7 separate regions of the Mus musculus genome follow, and all the other regions are linked to region 6. The links are chromatin contacts, called in public ChIA-PET, HiChIP or PLAC-seq and promoter capture Hi-C maps. All regions are on one chromosome and are shown on one strand. The core of a region is the stretch at or near the end of the contact, and the rest is flanking DNA. Distances in the headings are between cores, read along the strand shown. Region 1 holds the start of Sap18 (Sin3-associated polypeptide 18). Region 2 holds the start of Zmym2 (zinc finger, MYM-type 2). Region 3 holds the start of Gja3 (gap junction protein, alpha 3). Region 4 holds the start of Zdhhc20 (zinc finger, DHHC domain containing 20). Region 5 holds the start of Lats2 (large tumor suppressor 2). Region 6 holds the start of Cryl1 (crystallin, lambda 1). Region 7 has its middle 15 kb from the start of Gm32912.

Evidence for each region. Promoter capture Hi-C pulls out the DNA fragments that hold promoters and counts their contacts. ChIA-PET counts read pairs in DNA pulled down with a chosen protein or histone mark. HiChIP or PLAC-seq counts read pairs in DNA pulled down with a chosen protein or histone mark.
Region 1: a contact with region 6 is called in a promoter capture Hi-C map of pre-B cells. The contact joins the promoter of Sap18 here to the promoter of Cryl1 in region 6. A contact is called at or near these places in 3 of 39 promoter capture datasets (cranial neural crest, frontonasal cranial neural crest and pre-B cells) and 1 of 115 datasets of contacts at active chromatin or transcription factors (memory CD8 T cells).
Region 2: a promoter capture Hi-C map of liver shows a contact between it and region 6, with 2.9 times the contacts expected there. The contact joins the promoter of Zmym2 here to the promoter of Cryl1 in region 6. A contact is called at or near these places in 3 of 39 promoter capture datasets (embryonic stem cells, hippocampal neurons and liver), 1 of 484 Hi-C or Micro-C datasets (cortical neurons), 1 of 115 datasets of contacts at active chromatin or transcription factors (astrocytes) and 2 of 9 other capture datasets (adipose tissue and liver).
Region 3: a promoter capture Hi-C map of stem cell-derived epiblast-like cells shows a contact between it and region 6, with 8 times the contacts expected there. The contact joins the promoter of Gja3 here to the promoter of Cryl1 in region 6. A contact is called at or near these places in 14 of 39 promoter capture datasets (the 3T3-L1 cell line, 3T3-L1-derived adipocytes, the C10 cell line and 7 more) and 6 of 115 datasets of contacts at active chromatin or transcription factors (embryonic stem cells, kidney and stem cell-derived neural progenitor cells).
Region 4: a contact with region 6 is called in an RNA polymerase II ChIA-PET map of memory CD8 T cells, with 34 read pairs. The contact joins the promoter of Zdhhc20 here to the promoter of Cryl1 in region 6. A contact is called at or near these places in 5 of 39 promoter capture datasets (3T3-L1-derived adipocytes, cranial neural crest, hippocampal neurons and 2 more), 1 of 484 Hi-C or Micro-C datasets (B cells) and 2 of 115 datasets of contacts at active chromatin or transcription factors (astrocytes and memory CD8 T cells).
Region 5: a contact with region 6 is called in an RNA polymerase II ChIA-PET map of memory CD8 T cells, with 5 read pairs. The contact joins the promoter of Lats2 here to the promoter of Cryl1 in region 6. A contact is called at or near these places in 6 of 39 promoter capture datasets (hippocampal neurons, liver, pre-B cells and 2 more), 2 of 115 datasets of contacts at active chromatin or transcription factors (memory CD8 T cells and microglia) and 1 of 9 other capture datasets (liver).
Region 7: an H3K4me3 HiChIP or PLAC-seq map of intestinal villus epithelium shows a contact between it and region 6, with 7 read pairs. The contact joins the enhancer-like site here to the promoter of Cryl1 in region 6. A contact is called at or near these places in 19 of 39 promoter capture datasets (the 3T3-L1 cell line, 3T3-L1-derived adipocytes, the C10 cell line and 11 more), 6 of 484 Hi-C or Micro-C datasets (the P5424 cell line, Sertoli cells, brain and 2 more), 8 of 115 datasets of contacts at active chromatin or transcription factors (embryonic basal ganglia, embryonic hindbrain, embryonic stem cells and 5 more) and 2 of 9 other capture datasets (adipose tissue and embryonic stem cells).

Annotation. Positions count from the first base shown.
Region 1 is chr14:57,796,797-57,800,613 of GRCm38.p6, reverse strand. It overlaps Sap18 (Sin3-associated polypeptide 18), which reads right to left and starts at 2,425. Exons shown (of 4, transcript NM_009119.3): 1 at 2,260-2,425; 2 at 2,017-2,126. The coding sequence starts at 2,388. Mir3077 (microRNA 3077) reads right to left here and starts at 2,190; the gene lies at 2,127-2,190.
Region 2 is chr14:56,885,317-56,889,484 of GRCm38.p6, reverse strand. It overlaps Zmym2 (zinc finger, MYM-type 2), which reads right to left and starts at 2,882. Exons shown (of 25, transcript NM_029498.4): 1 at 2,787-2,882; 2 at 1,628-1,690.
Region 3 is chr14:57,056,301-57,059,950 of GRCm38.p6, reverse strand. Gja3 (gap junction protein, alpha 3) reads left to right here and starts at 2,228. Exons shown (of 2, transcript NM_001271623.1): 1 at 2,228-2,424.
Region 4 is chr14:57,888,907-57,892,660 of GRCm38.p6, reverse strand. It overlaps Zdhhc20 (zinc finger, DHHC domain containing 20), which reads left to right and starts at 2,325. Exons shown (of 13, transcript NM_029492.5): 1 at 2,325-2,598. The coding sequence starts at 2,481.
Region 5 is chr14:57,744,121-57,747,804 of GRCm38.p6, reverse strand. Lats2 (large tumor suppressor 2) reads left to right here and starts at 1,682. Exons shown (of 8, transcript NM_015771.2): 1 at 1,682-1,915. It overlaps Gm52140, which reads right to left. Exons shown (of 3, transcript XM_030248241.1): 2 at 1,467-2,510. The coding sequence ends at 1,493.
Region 6 is chr14:57,395,828-57,399,825 of GRCm38.p6, reverse strand. Cryl1 (crystallin, lambda 1) reads left to right here and starts at 1,343. Exons shown (of 8, transcript NM_030004.3): 1 at 1,343-1,418. The coding sequence starts at 1,378.
Region 7 is chr14:57,088,005-57,091,638 of GRCm38.p6, reverse strand. No RefSeq gene overlaps it. Among named protein-coding and RNA genes, the nearest start is that of Gm32912, 15 kb to the left of the region's middle. Within about 2 kb of position 1,823, at least 20 of the 459 cell types and tissues checked have an H3K27ac peak or open chromatin away from gene starts, as enhancers often do. A contact at or near this core is called in intestinal villus epithelium, kidney and liver, where this site is marked.

The DNA.
Region 1 (3,817 bases), core at 1,176-3,675, 400 kb before region 6:
AATATTCCAAAAGATGTCCTCTGACATAAAAGCTGTAGCACTTACACAATGCACCTATAACACAAAAATAACCAAAAAAAAATTTTTTTTTAAAATAAAGGAATCCTAAAGCCAAGAACATGAAATGTTAAGACAAACTGCAGGCCCCTTTTACAACTTAAGCCATTATTAAATTAAAAATACTTATCTGAACTCAGAACTAAATACAGTCCCTTGTGCTAATACAGCACAATCCAGGGCAAGGTAACTGAAAATGTAAACATGGCAGCAACAGTCAGTTTAGTTCATCTTTACACTGCTTTTGCCAACAAAGAGGTAAGTGAAAGGCAAAGTTGAAATAGCATTCTGTGCACTGGAACAAACGGCAGAACCCTAGAGAGACACTTCAGAATGACAACCCTGATGGAACGGTACCAAGGAGAGAGCTAAAGAACGCCCTGCAGTGTTACTGTGAACGTTACAAATCTCCACATCGCCGTACTCAATGCATGGAGGGAAAATACCCAGAAGGACCACACTGTCCCCCGTTTTCTGCGCCAGGTATTTATTTCTCCATGTTCCTGTAACAGAACTCAGTCTTTCAGACGGAGGGACACTGTCACTCTTGCAGAAGAACTGAGTTCAACTCCCGCACCAACAGAGCAGCTCACAGCCATTTCTAACTCCAGTCCCAGAGATCTGATACCCACTTGTGACCTCAGTAGGCACCAGGCATTTATGCGGGGCACACACATACATGAAGGTAAACACACATATACATAAAAAACAAATTACAATTTGGAAGATATAATATCGAAACTGACACAAACTATACATACACCAGTGTGCATAGTTCAAGTAAAATCTTATTTTTTCATAACTGTATGTAGTTCACTGTGTAATAAAATAAGTTATAAAACTTCAGACAACTGTTACCTTCTTATGTATTTTTGCAACTAAATTTTACCTGGCCAGAATTCATACTCTATTCTGCAATTAACTCCGAAATTTTATATATCGTTCCTAGTGAACTTCAATGCTGGCATAAACTCTGATTTTCTTTTGAGGCAATTTTTAAAAATTAAACAAGCTTTTACAGTCTGAGTGCCCTAGCAGAAGAAGGGTAAGCTTTATAGCAGAAAGTCTCAAGAGCATATGCTGAAAGGTGTGTACAGTAAACACTACATTTTTAAAGTGAAAAACTTGATTATTCCAAGATTTTGATATCCATGTGGTTCTGGAACAATCTCTACAGATAACAGAGAGATAACCCTCTTTAGAAAGCTGGGCTCACGGAATAGAAAAGCAGCACTTAAGCAAAGTCCGGGCAAGCTGGAAAATTCATTTGTTGGGGGACACGGAATTTTAGTATGTGGAGAGTGGCTTAAATTCAGCCGCTACTCAGTAGTTTTCCCTTATAAATTCAATCACTAGCTCGTGTTTTGGATGGGGGTGGGGGGATGGGGGGTTGTTTGTCTGTTTTCCCGAGAAAGGGACTCTTTTGTGGTGTATCTTACCACCGCAACAAAAATGTATTAAAATTCGCCTTTGCTGCTTTTCCAAAGCTATTACAGTGTCAACCTGACACAATCCAAAGGACAAGCCTGTAACGGTCCTAGCTGCGTGGGTCCTGAGCAAGGCAGGTACTCGGAGATGAAACACTTGGGACAGCCGTCCTCACCGTGCAAACACCAAACGCTTTGACACCAAGGGCCGGGGCAGAAAGGGCTCGGTGTTGATGGTGCTTTTTAATATCTTGGTGCTGCGTGGCTCGAGGCTTCCCATTGCCTCCACTCTGCGAACACGGTTCACTCAACAGCCATCTCCCTCCCCGTCCTCTACCATCTTATCCTACCGCACCGTAAGCTACCTACGTATCCTTTTGTACCGGGCGGCCACACGGCGAGAGCGACGCCGGTCAGTTCACTCTGACCTAACGTTTCATCCCCACTCCCGAAAGGCGTCACACGGCGGGCGAGCCCGCCCTGGCTGTCCCCGAGGACGCAGCCCGCCAGGCCCGGGTCCCGCGCGGCTCACCAGGTGTAGATCTGCAGCTCGCTCGAAGGCACGTTCCCGCGGGAGAACTCGTCCATTCGGTGGTGGCGGCCGTTGTTGGTGGTGAAGACCCGCAGCAGGAGCGGGCAGGTCTGCGGAGAAGCAGGGAGTCAGCCTCGGGCGCGCCATTTGGCCTGCCCGCCCACCCGTCCGCAGGCCGCGCCCGCCCTCCCGCCAGCTCGCCGCTGCTGCCACCTCTGCCCCGCAGCCGCCCGCAACCCGCACCTTCTCGCGGTCGATCGGCTTCTCCGGCTCCTTCTTAATTTCCTCCTGGGTAACGCGCGACTCCACCGCCATCTTCCTCCTTCGGCCCGGGAGACGCTCGCCCTGACCTCCGACCCCTGCGGCGAGCATGAGCTAGTCGTCTCTCGCGAGGAAAGGCACGAGGTTTTATAGGAAACGAGTGGCAAGGCGGGGCATCGCATGGCGCAGGCGTATTTCCGTATGTGTGGGTGCACACGCACGCACGCGCGCGCGTACGTGTTGCCTTGGGGAGAGGGGTGGGGCACACGCATGCGCAGTGCTCTACAGGCGTCTTGATCGTTCTTAGTTGTTTTCTTACGTGCTCACTGCCCAGGTCAGCTTAACGTAATATTTTCATGCGTAGTGATGAAAATGTGTAGCGATCACGAAAAACTTAAGAAAATTCACATGACATGTAAAAATATGAACCAGGTAGTCATAGTGATGATAAACCGACTGAACTGGTTAATATGGACCCCCAGTGCAGAAAGGTACTGCAAGGCCAGCGAAATGATACCTTTTCTGTAGATGATGGGGTAAAGCTGTCTGTTTAGGGGCTATGAATGAAATAGGCTCTTTTTATGTCACGCAAAATTCAAGAGAGGCAAATCCAGCGGCATGGTGATGCATACCTTCACCTGGTCTTCAGAGTGTCAGGACAGTCAGGGCTATGTGGAGAGAGCCTGTTTCAAAACAAAAACTACAAAAGTATCAGTGAGAAAGACTGATTGAAAAAACCTTCATGCCGGCCAGTGGTGGCGCACTCCTTTAATCCCAGTACTTGGGAGGCAGAGGCAGGCTGACTTCTGCATTTGAGGCCAGCCTGGTCTACAGAGTGAGTTCCAGGACAGTCAGGGCTACACAGAGAAACCCTGTCTCAGAAAAAGAAAGAAAGAAAGAAAGAAAGAAAGAAAGAAAGAAAGAAAGAGAGAGAGAGAGAGAGAGAGAGAGAGAGAGAGAAAGAAGGAAAGATAGAAAGGAAGGAAGGAAGGAAGAAAGAAACCTTCACAATATGCTATAGATACTAAAACATAAACCCCATAGCTCCATTTTAAAGCAGTTGCTTTAAAAATGAAATCTAGACAGTAAGCATGTAAGGTTCGGAATGTCACTGCTAACCCAGAGAGTTCGTTAAAGATCTGGTGACTGCTTTTAATAGATTGCTTTACAAACAAATCGGATGTAGTATATCTGCAAAAATTAGACACTGCCAGTAGCAGCTGTTGGCCTTGGCACTTCTGAACTCCGGTGAGAAGGCAAGCTGGCACACACTTTGGATTCTTTAGGGTTCCTTGCTAGTCATCCTCTAGTCCTTACAACCCCTTCTTGCTGATAGACTCTAGAGAAAATCTTTGCTAGGAGTATATCCAGAGACATTATGAGAATGCTCTTCACTTGAGGTTCTTACAGAGGACCAGGCTACAATTCAAAACACCTGTAACTCCAGTTCCAGAGGCTCTGATGTCCTCTTCTGGCTTCCTTTGGGCACTGCATGCATGTGGTGCACAGACATGAAAACAGTCAAAACACCCATACACAC
Region 2 (4,168 bases), core at 1,633-4,132, 510 kb after region 6:
CACACTGCTTTGTGTTCAGAACCTGCTTCACTGGGTCCTTCCCAGGATCCTTCTACGCCTACTCCCTCCTCTGCAAATTCAGAGTAAAGACAGTGTTCAGAAGGGGAAAATATTATTAGCTATACTACCAAGTTCTCCTGTGGATTAAATTACTTAATACAAGTTTAAAACGTTTAACAATGGGTTGGAGAGATGGCTCAGCAGTTATAAAGTACAGTTTCCAGTACCCACATAGTGGCTCACAACAGCCAATACCTTTTTCTGACATCCTTGGCCACAAAGTACATGTATGTCACACATACATTCAAACAGGTAAAACAATCATACACATTAAAAATAAATCCAAGCCGGGCGTGGTGGCGCACGCCTTTAATCCCAGCACTCCAGAGGCAGAGGCAGGCAGATTTCTGAGTTTGAGGCCAGCCTGGTCTACAGAGTGAGTTCCAAGACAGCCAGGGCTACACAGAGAAACCCTGTCCCAAAAAACCAAAATAAATAAATCCAAAGTAACCATAAGCATCTATACTTATAACACACCTTTAAAAGTATACAAGTAACAACAGGAGCTGTACTGGGCTCAAGAGTAATATTTGGGGCTAGAACTGTAGCATAGTTGGTGAGGTGCTTGCTAGCGTGCAGGAAGCTGGGTTTGATTCCCAGCACCACATAAATATAACAAGAGGACACAAGTCATAGCACTTGGGAAGTTGAGACTGAGGGATCACAAGTTCAAAGTCATTCTAGGCTACGCAACAAAAGTTCAAGGTCAACCTGGGATACATTAGATGCCATCTCAAAATAAGTGATAGGGCCTGCAAGATGGCTGAATGGATAGAGGGGCCTGCTACATGAGCCTAACAACCTGGCTTGGATTCACTGAACCAATTAGACAGTGAAGGGTAGAACCAACTCCAAAAGTTGTCCTGACCTACACACTGGTGCTCTGGCATGTGCACCAACACAAACACACCATGCACTCACACACTATAAAAATTTTTAGAAATCCATAAAAAGCGTGACATAATAGAGAACTGGTCAACACCAGAGATGAAAGACTAAGTAGAGGACTGCACAGGTCTAAGCAGCATCTACTTGGTAAGATGAAAACAACAGATGCAAAGAACATGAAAGATCTAGAAACACGTCCACCTTCATGGTCAAATTCTGTCACTCAGACCAGGCATAAAAAGTTAAGCAGCTCTCCATAGTTGTCCATTACCAGAGGTCCATTAACCATGATGACAAGAAAAATGTCAAAAATGGTTGCATGCACTTCAAACCAAATAACATTAATTCCCACTCTGTAACTCTAGAGGGCACCAGAAATATGCCCTCCTTCCCAACACCCCTCCTCCCCACCGGTAACGTGAGCAGCTGCAGAAGCCCGTCGTCTGGTTGCTGAGGTTGGTATTGCAGCAGCAGAAGCGATGTCTGCAGCGGTGCAAACAGCAGCGCCCACTCCCAGCTGCCTCACCAGGCATCACTGGAGTTTCTCCCCGACAGCAGCTGCCACCCAAGAGAAGGCTCCTCCCCTTAAGAACAACCAGGAGGGCCAAATCCTATAGCTGAACCCCTATAATCCAACCACGTCCTCTGTTAATAAGCAAATTAGAAGAAAAGGACTCACAATGGTGTTTTCCTCACTTTCTGCCAAAGATGCACCAGATAGGGTTGAACGAAATTTCTGGTCCTGGGATAAAAGAGAAAAAAAAAAAGGGGGGGGGGAGAGAAATGGATGAACACCCAATCTGGTAGGAGCACCAAGCCGATTTCACCAGGAGGAGGCAGAGAAGGGACTAAGGGGTCAAGGAGGTTTGGCCCTTCTATTATTACCCCAAAGCCCACGCAAAACAGCCTACTACTTACTACCCAAGTGGAGTGAAATATTTTATTTGGAGCCAAAGCCCATGTGTAAGCCTCAATCTGCAGGGAAAGGGACCTGAGGGCACCAAGCCTGCTATGGGGTAGGGAGGGGGAAGGGCAAACATTGCCCCGACGCCAGCAAGGGACTTGCACTCCCTCGCAAGTATTACCACCACGGTTATTCCAGTCAAACTCAGCACCAATTTACAGGTAAAAACCAGTTTATGTCAACGATGGGCTGATATTGCCCATATTTGCCCCAAGCAGTTGCCCTGGGCCCGAGGTTTGCCCCCCCTGCAGTCCGAGACCGGCAGCGCTGCCTCCCCGTCCGCCATTAGAGACCCAGCCAAACAATACGTGAGGAGCAAGAGCCGCGCAGCACAGCGCCGGGGAGGAGACCAGCGACGAAGAGGACGCCGCAAGACTCAAAAGGCACCCCTTGCCATCGAAAACTTGGGGTCTCGGTTGGACAGACAGGGTGGGAGTGCAGCCCCCAGGCGGGAGGGCCAAAGGGCCCCTCCCCGGCCCGCCCGGCCGCCCGCAGCACAGAAAGGAAAACACCCCACGACCTCCGGCCGCTGCCGCCCGCACCTCGAGGCCCCCGCGCCCCCCGCCCCCGGCGACCGCCTCACCCAGCCAGCCCTGCCGCGCCCGCGCTCCCTCACCCCTCGGGCCGCACGCGAAGCCGCCCTGGACATCAGCGCGGCCCCCAGCGCACCCTCAGGCCCCGACGCAGCAGCCGCGACACCGGCCGCCGCGGGCTGTTAAGCCCGGCTCGGTGGGAGGCTCCCGACGCTGCCCTCACCCATCTCCGCCTCCCCAGTCGCCCCCGCCTCCGCCTCCTCCTCCCGAGGCTGCGCTGCTCCCAGCCACCCCCACTCTCCGCGGCCCTCGACAGGAAAGACGGCGGGGAGAAGCCTCACCGGGTTCTGGCTGCAGCTCCGCGGAACGAACCTCCCCTCCCCCGGCCCACCCCCCTTCGGCGACACGCACAACTCCGCTCGGTCCAGTCCCGGCTTTAGCGCTGGTGAGGAGGAGGCAGAGGAGGCGGTGGCACGGCGGGGCCCGGAGAGGCCCCGCCCTCCGCACGCTCATTGGCTGATGGCGTGGGCGGCACGGAATGCCTCGGGCAGGCTCCATTGGCCCAGTCGGCCTTCTTTCAGGACCCTCCTCGGTGAGGTAGTCACGGCGGCTGTCCGTCAGACCTGGGCCACGCCCTCGGGCCTACCGGCCCCCCCCCCCCCGCGGGCTGGGCCGGCCCTCCCTCCCTCCCTCTTTCCCTCCCTCCCTCCCTCCGTGCCCCCGCCCCGCCCCCACTCGCGGGGTCCGCCCGGGTCAGGAGCCCGAGTGGCGCTGCCCGCAGTTCGGCTCGCGCTTCGGCCCTGGGGGCGGGCGGTCTTCGTCGAGGCTTCCCGTGGGCCCGGGATCGGGACACTGGGTCTCGGCCTCCAGACGGTCGCCGCGGCCCTTTGCGACTCTGCTCGAGGAGAAACGCGGCCTCGATGTCCCGGTGTCCTCCCTGTCCAGGCCCCCAAGACCCGGGCGACTGGCGAGCCCGGCAGTGCCTGCGGCGGACCGAGGGGGCGAGCCCGGCTGCGGCCGCAAGGGGACTGGTGCGCTGGCGGCCGTGCAGGCGCTTCCACCTTGCCTGGCCCGTGGGAAGGGTGTCCCACCTCCGCCATGGCTGCGGCGGGAGGAGACGTCGGCCTCCATTTTGTGGGATCTGTTGGGAGAACTTGGGGCCCATCAGAACCGAACCCGTGGGGACGAGAAACTTGGCCCGGAACGAGTCCGATCGCGCTCTACCATAGGCCTTGTCCTCGGCCGCCAAGAGTTTGCGCGCCGAGATTGCGGCGGGGCCACACGACAGTGGTGACCCCAGACTGCCGCCGGGCAAGATGGAGCCCCGGGCTCCCTTAGCGGGCTCGCGCCCCTGGGACCTGGGCTGTCTGGCCTCGGCCGTCGGTGCCTGGCCGAGCACGCGCTCTCCGGCCTGCCCAGCGCCTGTCCTCCACGTTGGCGGGGCCTCGGGCCATCGCGTGCCCTTCGCTTCAGTCCTGGCTCCGTGGGCAGTGACCCTCTCATAGGAGTCCCACCGGGCGCATTCGGAGCGGAGCCGCTGGAGGGCGGCACGAGGGTCTTTTGTTCCTCGTCTACACCCACGTCTTTGGCAGAAGACTTGGTGCTGGATTTCCAGGACTCCCTGTAACCTAAGAAATGCACCTCGCCCTGGTGGTTGTTAGCGGGATTACAACTGATGTTGGTTACTTCCTCAACCAAATGGATGGATTCAATTAGATCTCTG
Region 3 (3,650 bases), core at 979-3,478, 340 kb after region 6:
GTTGTCACCTAGAAAATATGTATTATGACAAGTGCAAGTCTTTTTTGTCTTTGCATAATATCATGTAAAATGTTCATATATATATATATATATATATATATATATATATATATATATATATATATAAAATCGTCTTCCTCATTTTAAGCACGCAGTTCCTGTGGCTTTAAGCACATCCACACTGCAAATGCCTCCCATTCTGTTTCCAGAACTGAAATCCCACACCCACCACTAACTCTGCGTTCTCCACTCCATGAGTCCCAGGAACTTAATACCTTTTTTTTTTTTTTTTTTTTTTTTGAGAAAGGATCTCAGGCAGTCCGGGCTAACCTTGAACTCCCAATCTTTCCACCTCCACTTCCCACGTGCTGGAATAACAGGTGTGTGCTTCCATACCTCAGTCTCTATGCTTGTTTTGATTTTTAAACAGAGTTTCCCCCATCTGCCTCAAGACAGTCTCAAATTCCCACCAAACCGCCTGAGTCTCAAATGCTGAAACTATATTTACCTGGCTTTAGTTTGACAGCACGCACGTCTTATATGTTAACTCAGACAGCATCTGTTCCTGTTGTAGCTGGCTTTTTCATTGCCATATGATCTATCTTCATATCAATTGTACATTCATGTTCTTTTCTAAGGCCAAACAATATTTTACAGCACTTAAAACCTCATCTGTGCGCCCATCCATCTTTCTGGGAGCATCTAGATTACTTCCACCTTTCCACTCTTGAACTGTGTTATGAAGTGGGTGTGCAAAGGGTATTTGCAGTTACACATTTTAAATCTATTTCCAATAAAAAGTTGCAAATCATTATTATACTTCTGGCTTTACCAATACAATACTAGAGTTTGTCCAAGACGGTGCAAGTCTTTTAATACTTCTGATGCTTCTGTGGGGAGAAGTATTCTTGTATTTCTTGGAGAGAATAAAAACAACAGAAAAATAAAACCTTCTAGAATAACATTTCTGGATTTCAAAAGAACCTAGGCAGGTGTGCAGTGCAGGCTGCCATCACGGCCCTGGGATGTCTGCAGGAGGTTCCGGTTGAGACCAGGTCCCGCTCCCGGAGACCCTGTCTAAGAGACAAAACGAAATAAAACAAAACTGTATCCATGTGTTACCAAGTCCTGCAGGAGACCGGCTTCACGTCTCTTCATAAGCTTTGTTTTCTTTCTCGTTGGAATACGCTTAAATTCAGACTCGAACAGAACGACTGAATTCTTCAAAGTCAGCGGATTGCAAACCCAAATAGAGCCAAACTTTTTAATGAAGCAATAGGTCTTTAGGGGGACTGTAAAACAACCAGAAATGCACATTTTCCCTTATTCCTAAAATAAATCCATCACTCATAAAGGGACTTTGGGGATCCCTTCTAAAACTGCCACCAACATTCAGTGAATTATTATTTACTAATGATTAGCTGCTGTTCAAGTCCTGTTAGACCCTAGGAAGCCAGAGGAAATGGACAAGGCCAAGATTCTGTCCCTCTCGGTGTCGGTGTCTTATGACTCTCAGAGAAACTCCGAGGGTTAGACACATTAAAAGCCTCACCCCGATGCGGACAAGCTAACCGGACCACACTCTGCCATCCCATCCCCAAGACCGTCTGGAACAACTTGCCCGCAGGGACATCTTCCCCAACACTTCAGGCCATGCCAAGTTTCAAGCGCCTTGGAACAAGTTAATTTAAAAAAATTAGAATCCGTGGAGCTGTCGGCTAATTTGTGTCCGCCTGGAAGCAGGCTGGCGGCCGCTATTTATAGCTTGTTGCCCGCGGGGGCGTCTCTATCCGACAGGGTGAGACAGGATTCCGGCTGGGACTCGCCCGAGGAACAAGTCTGCATCCCCAGGCGGCGACACCCGGGCGCGACCGAGGCGCCCTCCCGACGCCCACGCGCGCAGCGCCCAGGCCGCTCTGGCAGTCGGTTGTGCCTTGCTCCCGCCCCGGCTGTCCACTCCTGCCCTATAGGACCCGGCCCTCGGGTGTCTGCGGCCGGGAACCCCATCCGACACCTGCGGCGGATCGGCGGAGCTGAGAGAGCCCGGACGAGGAGCGCGCGTGGTGCGCACTGGGGTGCAGGTGGCGCCCGAGGATGTGGGCGCGCGAGGAGGGGGCAGGTGCCAGCTTCCCCAGACGGGACCCGGTGAGGGGCGCAGGGGCGTGGCCTGTGGGATGCGGGGAGGCGTGGCTGGCAGAGTGGGAGGTGGCGAGGGCGTGGCGGGGCGACAGGGCAGCGGCGTGGGGCGCCAAGTGCGGTGCGTACCGCGGTGGTGGGGATGGCGGCCGGGGCGGAGAGGCCCGGCCCTAGCGCGGGGCGCTCGTGGGAAGAAGGGGCACCGCACGAGTAAAGAGGGAGCCTCCTTTACAGAGCAGGCCGAGCCCGACTGGGCGAGGAGCGCCGGTGCCGCCGCGGCCGAGCGGGGTAAGGCAAACTGGGAGTTCCAGGGCCATATTGGGGACCCGACAGCACCAGGGGTGGCGGGACGCGGCGCTGTCACCCCTGGGCAAGGCCCTGTTGCTCCCCGATCTTGGGAGGCTTTCGTGATTCTTTGGATTGTTGTGGGGTGCAGTAGGGCTGGGGAGCTGAGCCTTGGGAAACTTTGGGAAAGATTACTGTTCTTCTAGACTCCTAAAGACCTGGGCGGAGCGCCTGCTCTCTTTAATGGACGGTCAAAGCTGGGTCGAGATGGTTTGCCCTTGGGTTGGGGAAAGCAACCAGTCCCTATCCCCAAACAGCAGGGATCCTAAGGTCATTTTAACCTGCAAGTGGCCTGCAAGTGGCGGGGTACATTTGTAGTGTTTGATTGGAAAGAAACAAGGAGGGCCCACTTTTCTCAGAAAAAAAAACTTTTAGAAGTTTATTTTCTTCTTAAATACTTTAGTTGTTAGTACCACGACCCAGCTTCTTGATCTGTACGTGTGTGGCGGTGCACACGAGTAAAGACTGTACATGTTTGGAAGAGCGCCCTTAGCTGCCTTCTACAATAATCTTTTCATTAAGAGACTTGTAGTGACATTAAATTCCAGTGGCGGGCAGCTGTTTGCTTTCTGTCCACTCTTTACACAGGTAACTAGAATTCACTCTCTTGATCAGCCGTCTTGGTACCTGAATAATGTGAAAAGGGCTTCAGCTCTCCAGTTTTCCTTTTATCACGACGCCTCCAAAACGTGCCACTTAACAGCGGCTGTGTAAAACAGCCAGGAAGTGAATTGTGCACAGGCTCTCTCTTGGAATTCAAAACTATGACGATCTGTAATCTGTGCATCACTTCACACACTGCCCTTCTGTCGTGCCGTGAAATATATTGCAAGACAAACATGGAAAGATTAAACTGGAGTAAGGGAGGGGCTTTTCTAAATATCAGTTGTGTTCAAAGTAAAGAGCTAACTTGGCACAAAGTCTCCTGGCTCAGCAGTTTGGCCTCTGTTGAGATAAGCATCAAACAGGGCAATGCTTTGCCCTGTAGTGTGAAGCAGTTTACAAAACGGTCCCACGGGGACAGACAGTGCAGTTTGCTGACCAGCACGTGGCTGGAAGTGGTCGGACTTTAAAATGGCAGGAAACAAAAGTTGACTCTTTGTCGATAAGGAAAGAATTTTAACCAATTTTTTTTTCTGAACAGCACTAAAATTTTAGGGTTTTCTGTT
Region 4 (3,754 bases), core at 1,076-3,575, 490 kb before region 6:
TACATCAAGAGATAGCATTCTTTTTTAAATCTTTAATTTTTTTTTTTTACAGTCCAGTCATTAGCCCCTTCCTGGTCCATCTTCTGACAATTCCGCATCCCATTCCTCCTCCCCCTCCTCCCCTCTCCTGCCTCCAAGAGGATGTCCCCACCCACCCCTCCAGACCTCCCCATTCCCTGGGGTCTCAAGTCTCTCACTGCTGTTTATGTAAAAGACAAAGAAAGGGGGCAGAGAAGGACAGAAAGAAAAGAAACGAGGGAAGAGGCCGGCCAGGGAGCATGTGGAAAGAAAGGGGGGAAGAGACAGCATTCTTTTTTTTTTTTTTTTTTTTCCTGGTTTTTTGAGACAGGGTTTCTCTGTGTAGCCCTGGCTGTCCTGGAACTCACTCTGTAGACCAGGCTGGCCTCAAACTCAGAAATCACTGAGTGCTGGGACTAAAGGTATGTGCTACCACTGCCCAGCTGAGACAGCATTCTTTTTTTTTTTTTTTAAAGATTTATTTTTATTTATATGAATACACTGTAGCTATCTTCAGACACACCAGAAGAGGGCATTGGATCCCATTACAGATGGTTGTGAGCCACCATGTGGTTGCTGGGAATTGAACTCAGGACCTTTGGAAGAGGAGTCAGTGCTCTTAACCACTGAGCCACCTCTCCAGCCCCTGAGACAGCATTCTTAATACTAGTTTTTCTGTCAGTCCTAATTCTGTCAAAACCACCCACCACCCACACACACCTCACTGGGAACTGAACCTATCACCACACATGAGTTTTATGTGGTCTTCCACTGGGCTCCATCCTTAGCCTCCAGATTCCATGTTGTATCTTAATTCTTTGAGACAGTTTTTCTGGGAAAATAGCTGAATTTTACCCACCTTAGTGCCCTAGAGTTGGGTCAATTTTGCCACTAATATGTAGTCAAAAATTTGAAGTCAGAATATGTTTGCTTTTTTTTTTTTTTTTTTTTCTCTAGACAGGGTTTCTCTGTGTAGCTCTGGGTGTCCTGGAACTCACTTTGTAGACCAGGCTGGCCTTGAACTTAGAAATCTACCTGCCTCTCTCTCCCAAGTGCTGGTATTAAAGGTGTGCACTTCTGGGTCCTAATGTCATCTTTAGGGCATGTTGCAATTTTCTTATTGTATACATGTTACTTTAATGTAACAGTAGTGTATGGTGACTAAATATTAATACTCATTTTACTAAGTCTTTATCATACTATAATAGCAGTTACCTTCTTCTTGGAGACTTTAGTAAATAGTCTGTTTTAGCTGACCTCAAACTCACAGAGTTCCACTGTCCTCTTCCTCCTGAGTGTGTGGAATTAAAGGCATGTGCCACTATGCCCAGGGCCAAAACCCAAACCAACCCAAACCAAACTTAAAAACTTTTCATTTGTCCTCAGACAACCCCTGGGCCACACATCCTCATGAGCAGTGGTCCATGCACATCCGCACATAGAATGTAAATAAATGAATGTACTGTGTTTTAAAAGAATGTATGAAATTATTCCTAATGATTGTACATTATGATGTTTCACAGCAAGGCTTCTAGATTCTAAGATTGCAGTCATTACTTAGCAATCTCCAGCTGTAAATATTTGAAAATCCCACTCCAGGAAAGGGCTGTTTCTATATTCTGCTTTCATGGTGTAACCTTAAATGTGGACTCCAAATCAAACTGACCTGTTGTATATGGCTTCCACCTTAAATCTCAGGCTCCTACCAATTCAAACAAAACATGGTGGAGAGAGCGATACGTGGACCAAATTATCCCAGGGGATTCTTCATTGGAGACACATTATAGTCACAGGAGTCTTATATTTAAGTATATATAATATTTTTCTTGCTTGCACGCTTGAGTGATGCACAGCCTTATGTAATAGGGAACCCGACTTGTATGGGTCCTGAAAGACCTAGGGGAAGAGTGTTATACAGAGTGCCACCCAAGGCACACAGGGCAGCTAAGAATTCATTCCTCTCCCCTTGCGCATCCCCATCCCTCTCGTCACCCAGTCCTAGATGGCCTCCTACACATCCTTAGCACTCTCCTCTCTTTTCCACCAAGGCACCCCCAAATCCCATGGGCGGGCCTGAGCAGAAGCCCCGCCCCAACTTCAGGCCCCGCCTCCTTCGGCCGGGTAGCCCCACCCCCTACGGGGATTGCCAGGCGCGGGACTAGGGGCGGAGCGGCAGGATGCGGGGCAGGGGCGGACCCGGTCCAGGCGCCGGGAGGGGCGGAGTTGCAGCGTCGCCCTTCACAGCTCGCAGCGGGATGAGAGGCGGGCCCGGAGGCGGGCCCGAGGGCGGGGTCAGGGGCGGACCCGGGCCAGGCGCAGGGAGGGGCGGAGTTGTGGCGTCGCCCTTCGCCACTGCTTGCGGCGGCGGAGCCTCGGGGGCGGGGAAGCTGGCGACAGGGCCGCTGGGGTCTTGTGGTCCTACAGAATCGTGGGCAGCGGGACCCGGCAGTCAGCAGAGGAACATGGCGCCCTGGACACTCTGGCGCTGCTGCCAACGCGTGGTGGGCTGGGTTCCGGTGCTCTTCATCACCTTTGTGGTCGTCTGGTCCTACTACGCGTACGTGGTGGAGCTGTGCGTGAGTGAGTACGGGAGGCGCGGGCGGCGGGCCGGGCCGCGGGTGGCAGGCCGAGGCCTCGGCGCCGCGTTCTGATTCCGCGGGGCGGCCTGCGCTTCCCCAGCCCGTGGGTTCCACGTCCGAGGGTTCCGGCCCGCGCTTCTCCGGCGGTGGGGGCCCCTGTCCGTGGGTTTCTGCCCACGGCTCGCTGCTCGAGGGGTCCCGAGTTCGGGCCTGCGCGCCGCCCACGCTCCAAGCTTCCGGGTGGCTGCAGTCGCCTTGGGGCTCCCACCCTTCTGTGACGGAATGCTCACAAAGGCCTTTCCTTTTGAACTAGAGAACCCCTTCTGAGACGGCTTGTGAGGTCAGTTTGGCTAAAACACACGCACACACGCACAAAGAAATCTTTTCCTCCCAGATTGTTGCTCCCCAAACTGCGCGAGAAGAAGCGCGTAAGCTGAAAGCAGCCTGGGGGCCTGGGAGGGAGGTGTGTCTCCCGGGTCTGCAGTGTGGGCTCAGCCCCTGGTCTGAGCTGTATTTGACCCTTTTTAATATTCATCTGGGGGTCTCAGTGCTGGATTTACACAAAATGTTGTTTTGAGGCACAAGGAATTGAACAAGAGAGGTGCAAGCTCAATGACTTTTTTTTTTTGCCTGTTTACTTTGTAGGTTTGTATTGCTTATACCTTTAGTTTTAGGGCTTTGGTTTAGTTTTACTTTTGCTATTTTTCTTATTTAATTTTTTTTACCGTATGGTTCTTACCTGATTTCCTGGGATAAAGGAATAGCGTTGCATTATACTTACATGACTTAGCCGATTGGTTCATTGTCATTAACACCCTAGGCCATTACTATGTCAGTGATACTAAATAATTGCCTGTAAGCTTTGAGTGTGCGTTCTATACCTACTGGCTCTTTACTGTGTTCGTCTCCCGTCAGCATTATTAAATAAAACCCTAAGAAAAAGCAGTCCCTTGGTTTCCCAGAAGTGATGTGGTTTTAATTTTCAGACAGAGCCCTCGGTTATCTGAAGGACAGATTTTCTTTGGGGAAAAACATACGGGGTAAATACAAGAATGAAAAAAAAAAAAAATCGGGCTGGTGAGATGGCTCAGCGGGTAAGGGAACTGATTGCTCTTTCGAAGGTCCTGAGTTCAAATCCCAGCAACCACATGGTGGCT
Region 5 (3,684 bases), core at 433-2,932, 350 kb before region 6:
CTGCTGTCCAGCTGTCCTTGGCTTTTCACTATTATAAATAGTGCTGTTGCAAAGAGTTCTTGCTTATTTGTTTGTTTCGTTGTTTTTGGACAGGGTTTCTCTGTGTAGCCCTGGCTGTCCTAGAATTAACTCAGTAGACCAGGCTGGCCTCGAACTCTGAGGTCAGCCAGCCTCTGCCTCCTCAGTACTGGGATTAAAGACATGCGCCACCACTGTTTGACAAAAAGAAAGTTATTTTTGTTCTTTTAAAAAAAAGATTTATTTTTATTTATGTGTGTGTCTGTGCTAAGCATATGCACATGTGTGTGTGCATTTACCCACAGAACAAGGCATTGGATCCCTTGGCACTGGTGTCTCTGTCTCTCTGTCTCTCTCTCCCTTCCTCCATCCCTCCCTCCCTCTGCACCCCTACTTTCCCCCTCTACCGGGTTTCTCTGTGTAGCCATGGTTGTCCCGGAATTCTCTCTGTAACCAGATTGACCTTGAACTCAGAGATCACCTGCTTTCCTGAGAGCTGGGATTATAGGTGTGCATCACTAACCGGCTTCCCTAACATTTCTTAGAGCAAGAGATAGGAACTTTTAACACACAGTGAAGGTTGCCAGTGCGCTTGGGGAGATGGGGGAGGAAGTTCCCAGGTGAGTGCTAGACTCCTCTTTTACAGAATATTACTTGATGCATTGGTTTCTCATCACGGTGCAAGATGTCAGTGTAGCACACAGGGTCAGGCTGACTAAAGAAAATGAGGCTAATCTGCAAGAGGCTTAATTATTAAAGTTCAAAGGACAAAGAAATGAGAATCTCTGGAAGAAGCCTTAAGGGAATTAGAGAGGTGGGGGTGGGGGTGGGGGTGGGGGTGGTGGTGGTGAGGGGCAGTCCAGGACTAAAGTCTGTTGAGGCAGTTAAAACAGTCCTGACAAGGGTTCTTCTGACAAGACAGCCTGAATTTGGCACAGGAGAGGGGGCTCGACTTCCTTCCCGAGGACAAAAATAAAAACTGGTACAAATGATCTTCACTCTTGTGAATTTCTTCCGGAATTGAAACTTCAAATGTCACGTTTGCTAATTAAAGAGGAAGTCTGGTTGACTTTTAAGACTATTAGTCCCCACCATCACTTACCACAGATCGTAAGTTGGTGGGGAGTGTGACGTTAGACAGCCAATAGTAAACGAAAGACTTTGCTTCCACGCTGTTATTTCTCAGCGTCTGTCCCTGGACCAAATCCCCAAATGGAGGATAAAGGAGTGGCCGAAGTGTAAACGCCAGTCTCCTCGGCTGGTTCGTGCAATACTGATGTGTTTTATAAAACCATAAGGCACTTTCCTAAAACGTGCCCAGGGAGGGAGCTGGTTAGCCTGCGTCCGGTTAAGCCCAGGCTGTCAGGCGTCCCGGTTTATTATTTGATGCCCGGGTCTCAGCAGCCGGCTGCACTTTCCGTGGCTGGCACCGGGGCCTGTGAACTTACTTTTCTCACCCACTGGTACGAGGCGTTTAGGGAAACCGGCGCTCCCGGGCTGGGGGCTTCCGACGCGAGCCCAGCGCAGGGCAGGTGGCCGCCCAGCCAGGCGGCGCAGGAAGCGGCCCGTGGGGCGGAGCGGGCGGCGGGTAGCAAGGCCGCGGGCGCCCCGCCCGGGCTGGTATGCGGCCGGGAGTGACGCGGGAGGAGGGGTCACGTGACGCCCGTGGAATGCCAACAATGTAGCGAATGTCCCGCTCGGGTCTGCGCTTCGGAACCGCGGCGTGAGCGCCCCGGGAAGATGGAGCCGCCGCCGCCAGCGCCGCCGCCGCTTCCCCGGGCTCCCCCGACCCTCCGGGGTCAGCAACCACTGCCGCCACCGGCGCCCGGTCTCCCGGCGCGCGAGGTCCCGGAGCCGCGGGCCAGGACGCCGCCGAGGGTGTAGAGCGCTCCCGGAGGTGAGGGGCCGCGGCCGGGAAGTTTGTCGGGACAGGGCTCCGCCCGGTCCCACGGGCGAGCTGCCCTGCGGGACAGGGACAACCCGTCCGCTGGGTCCCGGGCGGGTGCGGAGCAGCGGGTGGCGGCGGCGGGGCGGCTTTGTTGTGCTCGCGCGGCGGCGTCCGGAGGCCCAGACCCCGCGTCCCGCGGCGCCGACCCCGCCCAGCCTGGGCCTCCGTGCGCCGCGCCGTCCACCACGCGCGCTCGCGGCCTTGCGCGCTGCACCTCTGGCCCTCGGCGGCGCGGTGCCCGCCCGGTGTCCGGTGTCCCGTCCCCGGCTGCGCCGTCCGGCGGTCGGTGCGGGGCGGTTGCGTAACGTCTCTTTTGAGCCGACTTCTCCCGGGCCGGCCTCCGCCGCGACTCCACGGCCTGAGTCCGTAGCGCTGGTCACGCACGAGCCTCGCCTGCGTGGCCCGGGTCTCGCCCGGGCGACTTCGGCCACCAGCGGCGTGCAGGAGGCGGCCGGGTGAAAACTTATGCCTGTGAGTGTGAGCGGGAGAGAACTGGACGTGCAGATTTTGTTGACAAAAAAGTTTGAGCGAGGACTTTTCACGCCTTTAAATTTCCCCTGCTTGCCCGTAATGTAGCCGCTTATTAGGGAATTTGTACCAAGTCTTGCTCCATATTTTTAGTTTAACCCCAGGTTAGGTCAGTAAATGATGCTCACCAGTTTTGAGTGCTAAATCTGGAGACAAGGCTACTTTTTGTGATTTTTCTTTTCTCCCCTTTTAGCAACTGTTGTAATAAGGCGCTAACAAAAAAAAAAAAATCTTCCAGCATAGGAATGCAGACGCTGCTTAGAAAGCCTGTTTTTAACTTAACTATAGTTAACAATACATTACAGTATTCAGCCTCTCGTAAAATTTTGGTTATCCAGGTATAGAAAACGCTGTTGAACGAATTCACCATGGTTCCTTTGAAATTGCTTAACTTTTACCACACTTCAAAATGTCAGCTTCATATGGTACCAACAGAGGCTGCTATACAGAATTACAGAATCCGAAGTTTTGAACTGAGAGTTTTTCAGCTTCGCCATCTAGTTGGAATAGTATAAATGTAAATTGGAGCTGTGGGTTATTTCTTTCCTTCGAGAAATCACGGCCTTGGTGGGAGGGACTTTCAGTGGTGGGAGGGACTTTCAATGATGGGCGGGGAACACGTTTACAATAAAATGCCTTGTTATTTTAAATGCTGTGTTGTAAATAGCCTGCCCTAGGCCCTTAAAACCCACTGGAGAGTAGAATGGAGGTTGGAGCTGGTAAATCCACACTAAACTCGAACGAAAGCTATTGGGGAACCATGTGGGGGAGGGTAACGCGGGGGTGGGGGTTTTGTGTTTGTATCGGGAAACCTAGACCAACACAACGTTTTGTATTTATTTCATGCTTGTAATAGCGCGAAACTTTTAAGTAATATTTCGTACTATTTAAAAATAGTATGCTTGAAGGACTACAGATGATAAATTTAATGCATTTATGTTGTCTTGGCTGTGAATGTGCTGTACAAATGGTTGATATGTTCCAGTCCACAGAAGGAGCGGTTCAGCTTCGTGGAAGCTGTAGAAATTACCAGAAATCTCAGTCCTTCTAAAAAGCTCATTGCTTGGTGTGTTCTCTGGAGCAGCTGGAGTTGAGGGATGTGTAAAGGCACAACTGTTGTGTCACCCTCTGAGGAGCACGCACCCTCAGAGTTTTCAGGACTTGCTTGGGCTGCTAATATCCCTGAATGT
Region 6 (3,998 bases), core at 94-2,593:
AGCAGGGCAGGAACCCGAAGGCAGGAACTGATGCAGGGGCTATATAGGGAGCTGCCTACTGGCCATCCACAATGGGCCCTCCCCTCTTGATCACTAGTTGAGAAAATGCCTTAAGCTGGATCTCATGGAGGCATCTCCTCAACTGAGCAGCCTTCCTCTCTGATGACTCCAGCTTGTGTCAAGATGACACAAAACCAGTCAGTACACTCTCCCTTGCAGAGAGGGACTGGCCATCAGTGTAATTTGGCCGATCTGATGGGTAAAAGGTGTTTTCCTCGTGCCACTTTTCATCTCATTTAAACGGGGCTCGGCATCTTCAAATGTTTATTGATAATTTGTGGAACTGTTTAAAAACCTGACTGCCTCAGAGGTTTCTCTTTCCGAATCCCTGACAAGGTGGTGGGAATAAGGCAAGTGTCTACTCTCCTGAATCTGTCAGTGTGAGTGTGTTCTGATTTCAGCTTTTCCCAAACTGCTGGCCTCAAAGTGTTTCCACTTCCGATTGTGGGCACAAAACTTGTGTCATGCAGTGTAATGCCTCTCGTTCTCTGGTCTCAGACCCAAGTGTAATCAGGGCACTAGCCTTTTTTTTTTTTTTTTTTTTTTTTGCAACAGGGTCTTGCTGTCTCTGAATGTAGCCTGGCTGGAACTCCCGGTTCAGCCTCCCAGGTTTTGCGAGAGCAGGTGCATTCCATCACGCCCTGCTTGGTTTTTCTTTTTCTTTTCCTAACACATTTGGCACTGCACGCCTCTGGAAGGAGGAAGTAAGGCACACAGAAGCTGTGGTACGCTACAAGGAATTCAAATTCGTCCTTCCGTTTCTCAGAGTAACATATCCGGAGTTTCCATTTGTAGCTTGTCCCTTAAGTATCCGGGCCTCCGTTCACATCAGTGAAGCCAGGCTGCAGGTATCTCACCAGACCTGGATTTCCAGTGTAGAGTAGAATGTAAACAGTGGAACAAAAGTCCTTAAAGTGACAAACTGGTGCTAACGTCTTTAAAGCAACATTTTCTTGAAAGTGTCTCTGGGGTGAACCTTTGCGCCAACCTGGCAGTATCCGCTCATGGTTTAATGGTTTCCTGTTAGAAACTTAAAAATAAAAATTGCTCAGCTCAGAAGTGTCTGGTCTTCCCTGTTTGCATCCACCGTCCCACGCTCCCCGGTGCTAGAGCCCAGTGGCCTTCCTGAAGTCTCTCCCCGAGGGCTCCGCCTCTCCTGCGCCTTGGCCCCTCCCCGGAGCTTGTCAGCCAATGGGATAGTCCTCATGAGGTTTGGGCACGCCCACCCAGGCGCCCAGCCTTATTCTGGCGCGCGACCCGCTCTGCTTTGCTCGCTCCCTCCGCTAACGCAGCTGTACAGCCAGGCCCGGATCTGCCATGGCGTCCCCAGCAGCGGGCGGGGTGGTGATCGTAGGCAGGTAAAGGTCTCAGTGGCGCCGTGCTGCAATGGCTGGCGCCCTGGCAGCGTCCCGAACGCGGGACCTCCCGCGGGCGGCCGTGGGTGCCTCGGGTGGGCATCAGGCTGTACCTCGCTCCTCCAGGCGCTTCGCACTTGGGCTCCGAAGCTAGTCTGGCAGTAGACTAGGTGGTGGCCGTGGCTTAGCCAAGCAGTAAGGAGAGCCTTAAATCGGTGCGGGGTCACTTTTGTCAGCGCAGGCCAGAGGTGCCTGGCATCATTGAATACTAGCAATGAACCTGCGAAAACTGTGTTCTTATGCTTTTGAGACGGAGGTCTTGTGTAGCTCATCCTGGCCTCAAAATTTCTAGGTTAGCTGAGGCTATCCTTGAACTCTTGATCCTCCTGCCAAATACCCCAGCGTGAAAGCAGCTTATTCTTATTAAGAACGCAGACAAGAGTTTTACCAAGATGATAGTAACTAACGGATAACTATTGGCCTGGGTTGGCAAGGAGGCTGGTTCGCATGCACCACTGGGCTAGGCTAAATCTCTCGAGGCAGAAACCTTGTCAGTCAAGGCACCCTGCTTTCCTGTGTGTATGTGTCCCAAGGCAGGAGGCTGAGTCACTTTAACAGCCCAAGTTCATCTGACACACCAATTTCTGTTCTCATGATTCCCCTTTCTCCTTATTGCTTCTTTTTTTAAAAAATAAGAACGCTTAGAATATCTTTCATTGCCTAGCTGTCTGAAAGTCTATCAACGTGTAGCAACACATAATAACTAGTATTGGTTGGTAGCTATTAAAGGAGTGGCTTCATGTCCCTGCTTATAGTTTTGGCTACTTGTTGTTCTGCCTGCAGACCAGTCCCAAGTTCAGGCTTTTTCCTTGAGAGTTCTTTGGAGGGAGGTGTCAGAATGCTGTTGCTATTTTCTCTCTTACAGAACTGCAGAATTAGCTGTACCTTTGTCCTTTCCCGTGGTTGCCTGTGGTTGAATGGTCAAGAAATATCAAAAGTGTGCACTTTGCTCCTGTGGTGAACTGTGCTGCCTCGCCTTCTGTGAGAGCCACTGGTGTCACGGGCTAGGTTTTTGCAGGTCTCCGTTGGGAAGTAGATCTCTGCCTGCACCTGACAGGTGTCATGTGGGATTTTGACTGGATTTTGCATTCGTCTGGCTGTGGGTGGTTCATAGACTCCCAAGGAGAGACTCAACAGTCAGTTATTTCTGAGCTCATGGACAGGGAACTAGAAGGGGGCCGGGACATCTTAAGGAGCACAAGATGACCTGAGCTATTGTTTTCTAATGTGGAAATTCTGTCTTCTGCTTACTCCCTCATCCTTCCCCGTCCTTCTTTCTCATTTGCTTATCCAGCTGTCAGTCAATCATCTATCTATCTATATTATATCTACTACCTATCTTCTACCATCTTATCTCATCTCTATCAACTTTATTTCTGTCCTATCACTGACCGTCTCTATCTTTCAGGGCCCCATGGGTGACTCATGGGAATATCCGTTTTAACTGATGGCGCCCAGAATGTAAATCAATGCCTTAATACCTGGATGAAGAGCTTGGCCGGGCTGCTCCCTTGCGCACCTGCACGCCTGTAATCCTAGGAAGGTGGAGATGGGAGGATCTCAAGTTCCAGGCCAACCTGGGCAAGAATCTCAAACAAAACCAAAAACAACATAGAAATAGACCTGGCAGCGATTCACTGCTTTCTTTTGAAAGAAGTTAGACAAGTTTTTAAAAATATATTTATTTGTGTGTGTGTGTGTGTGTGTGTGTGTGTAGGTATATGTAGTATGAGTAGAGATCAAAAAACAACCTTGTGGAGTTGGTTTTCTCCATACCCTTATGTGGGGCCTGGGGATCAAACTCAGATTAGGTCCCTAGGTTTTCATGGCAAACACCTTTACACCCCAGGCCTCTCCCTGGGCTGTTCTTCCTCTTCTATCCCTCTATCTTGTTCCCTCTCACTCCTTCCCTCTCTCCCTTTCTTCCCCTTCTTCTTGAAGTGTGAGGATTAAACTCAGGGCCCTGCAAGTGTGGGTAAGTTTCTTATTGACCTATACCCTAGGTCATTTTTACCCCATCTGATATAGGACCTTACTATGTAGCCTAGGCTGGCCTGGTTCTCCTGTTTCAGCCCTCTAAAAGTGCCAGAACTATAAAAATGTGTCAGGTTACTGGCTCACTGTAAGTGTGTGTGTGTGTGTGTGTGTGTGTGTGTGTGTGTGTGTGTGTGGCAGGGTTCATGTAGCCAAAGCTGAACTCTGATGCAAGATATTTAATCTTATTGTGAACGCCAAGATTGTGTTATTTACTGAAAAAAAGCTGTTTCTAGTTGTGGTGTAGCTCAGCCTTAGCCCACACCTCTTATCCCTCGGGCTGGAATACAGACAGACCTTTACTACACACCTTTAAACCCAAACAATGAAAGTAAAGTAGTTTGTAGAAGGAGGCACTCATGTTTGAAAGTGATGTCTAATTGAGTGGCAGACAGAATGATGAACCAGAGAAAGATCTGACAGACTAGGATACGTCTAACTCTCCTGAGAAGAGAAAGGAGAAGGAAGCTACTGGAGAGACAGTGCAGA
Region 7 (3,634 bases), core at 574-3,073, 310 kb after region 6:
CAGAAGTAACCTTTGCTCGTCTCAAAGCTACGGACAGTATTCTTGGAAGCCTAGGCCAAGTAGAATGTTGTAAATATTGTTCTCAAATCATATTGATAAAGATGGGGGTCTAGCCCCAAGGCAGCACTTCACAGCTTTGGGTCTCCAGGTTCCTGGTTGGTTGAACCCATGACAGTTTTTTTCCTGAAGCCTGCATGGATTCCTATTTATGTCGGTGATCTTGTTTAGGAATTTTCATTTCTATCCAATTCAGAAACAGGAGTTTTAATAATCATCACATCTTCTATAGTCACAAGTACATGAGAGATTGTACTAAAACTCACTACCTGAGCATTAGCACATTGGGCCCCAGCTCCTGCAAGGCTTCCTGCAACCCCTCTGCATGGGCTGCAATGTGTGTCTGTATGTGTACACACAAATAAATAAATGTAATAAAAGAAAAATTTAAAAGTCTTCCAAAAACACACTCCCAATACTCCTGGAAGTGGCTGCATTTTTCTTCCCCTCCTCTCCCCTCCCCTCCCCTCCTCTCCCCTCCTCCATTCCCTTCTATCCTCTTCTCTTTCCCATCTTTTCTTTCCTCTGCTTGCCTTTTCTGGGAACAAACCACTGAGCTACACCTCCAGGCCTGGTTGTTTGGCTGTTTGTTTGTTTGTATTTTTTGTTTGTTTGTTTGTTTGTTTTTGGCTTTTTTAAAATTTTGAGACAAAGTCCCAATAGCTGCTTAGTCTGGCCTTGAACTCGTAGTCCAAATAGGTCTTGAAGAGTCAGTGCTCCTGCCTCAGTCTCCCCAGGCCCCACCATCAACTGTTTTTAAGGGTGGCAGGAAATGGATTCGTTATTACTAACATTTGCTTACTTGCTTGCTTTTCCTCTTGGCTCGTTCTTCATTCTGGGGTAAGGAGAGGAGAAGACAGGGAAGGGTCTGTGGTCAGTCAGAGCAGAAGTTCTCAACCTGTGGGTCATGACCCCTTCAGCAGTCACATATCAGATATTTACGATTCGAAACAGTAGCAAAATTACAGTTGTGAAGTAGCAACAAAATAATTCTATGGTTGGGGGTCAACTGTGTTAAAAGGAGCATTAGGAAGGCTGAGAACCACTGAGTTGGAAGAGAGGGAGCCAGGGCAGACCTGTGCTTATAGGACTATGTTATGGGAGAGTTAAGATGAACTCTTCTCAAAAAGGAAGACGTGACAAATGTACAAGATTAATTCTCTGAGTTACTTATATCTGTCCAAAGTGTTATAAAATGACATTATTGCATTTATTTACAGAACTAAGTAGAAAAACCCAGAAGGTTTCGGGGAAAAGCTAGTTGAATCTAAGGATGACTTAACAGAAAAACAAACAAAACCATGATCTCAAATAGGCTCTAAAATAGTTAGGAAGCCCTTTGAACTCAGGCCTGGGAACTCATAGAGCAAAGGACAGCCATTCAGAGTTGCATCACGAGTCAGAGCTGGGTGGGCACTGAGTATTGATAGCTCAGACCCCTGAACAGAAGGTCACAGGGTATGGTGAAGTGTATCTGTCATTCCAGCACTTCCCACACAAAAGCAGGAGGACCAAGTTTATGGTTCTTCTTAACTGAATAGTGAGTTTGAAGCCAGCCTAGCCAACATAGCAGAGAGCAGACTACGGAGACATGCCAGAGCAATGGAAACCAGAAATGAGGTAACTGGAGTGTCCGTGTTGAGAGGTAAGACTGAGTTAAAGCATGTTGAAAATGAGTTACGTTCAAAGTGGGGAGATGAGGCAGGCGTTAGAAAGGCTCAGCAGAAACTCATGACATATGATCAGGGCTATGGGCTAGGGGCATGGCTCAGCGGCAGAAGCCTTGATCAGCATGCAAGATGCCCTGTGTTCCACCACCAGCACTGCACAAAAACATCAGGGCCAGAAACATGCATGTGGGCAGCGTCCTCCGAGCTTCTTTCTGGGGTCATGCAATGGACATCTCTGGATACAATCACTGAAGGAAAACGGGAGAAGAGCAGACGGGGAGGTGGCAAGGTCTGGATTCTGAGTAAGAGTACCAGGAGCTGGGAAAGAGAAGAAAGAAAACTGAACTCTGAGCTCTCTCTATGGTCAGAAAAGGCGTGGGGATCCCATAGAGTAACATTGTGACAGTAGGAATGTTTGTAACTCTTTCGAGACACAAGGTACAATGAAAGGGAACCTTCGGGGAGCCTGGCTGAGCCAGCTAGGGTAGGTGTCAGCCTCTCTGAACTGCTAGCCCAGTCACAAGGACTGGACTTGTACAACCCATACCTGTCAATCATTAGTTAAAGCACAGTGAGACAGGCCACAGGCAAAGTCCAACGAAAGGCAGGTGCTGAGGGCAAGCTGGCCAGGAATGGTGTTTGGGAATCTTGTGGTCAGAGCTCAGGCAGCAGGAATGAATCCAAAGGTGAGGCTGAGAGGGCCACACTGCAGAGCTAGGACGGGAGGGCGTTGGTTAGGCCGACTGACATCCTTAGTCAGCAGAACTGCAAAGCAAAATCACAGGAATCACAGCTCGAAGCTCTTAGAATGGCTTACTAAAAAGATGGGACGGCAAGTGCCTGAGATGTAGGCACGGAGAGACCCTTGTACAGCTTTGCTTGGAAATGTTAGTAGTCTAGCCATTGTGAAAACCATGTGGGAATACCTCAAGATGTAAAAATAACAGTACATTATGACCTCGATCAAGTACAGTCTTTTCTTTATTTACTTATTTTTAAAATTTATTTATTTATTTATTTGGTTTTCTTTGAGACAGAGTTTCTTTGTGTAGCCCTGGCTGTCCTGGAACTCACTCTGTAGACCAGGCTGGCCTGGAACTCAGAAATCAGCCTGCCTCTGCCTCCCAAGAGCTAGGATTATACAGTCTTAAAGGACAGGAAATTGATACAGCAGACACATTTGCACTTTCATGTTGACTGTAGCTTCCATGTTGACTCTGCCTGCACAGGCCAAGACATGGAATCAGCACATGGATTCACCCACAGATAAATGGATGAAGGAAAATACACTATAGTATATGGGGGGAGGGGCAAGGAGATGGTTCAGCCAGTAAGGGCAGCCTGGTGCCAACCTGATGCCCTGGGTTCAATCTTTGGGACCCACATGGCATAAATAGAAAACAAAACAGACTCCTACAAGTTGTGCTCTGGCCTCAACCTGTGTTCCGGGGATGTACAGACACACATAGTGTTTAAAAGCATGTACAATGTGTATGCTTTTATGTGTCAGTTAAAAATAAGTTTTGAGGAAAGAAGTCGTAACACTTGGGAGGTAGAGATTTGAGGATCAGAATTTTAAGGTTGTCCTTAGCTACAGTGAACTCGATGGCCGTCTGGGATACACGAGACCCTGATTCAAAAACATAAATAAATATATTAAGTTGTTTTAATTTTAAAACAATTCTAAAATAGAAATTCTGTCCATTGGAAACACACAGACAAACCTGAAGGACATCGTGTTAAGTGAAATAAGCCAGATGCAGAAAGACAGTGTATGTGTGAACTGTTTCACGAGGTTAATTTAGTGAAAGTAGAAAACAAGGTAGTAGTTATCAGATACTGGGGACACTAGGGATGGGGGAAATATGGAAAGCTGAGTCAAGAAGGCAGTAGAAGAAGGAGTCTTG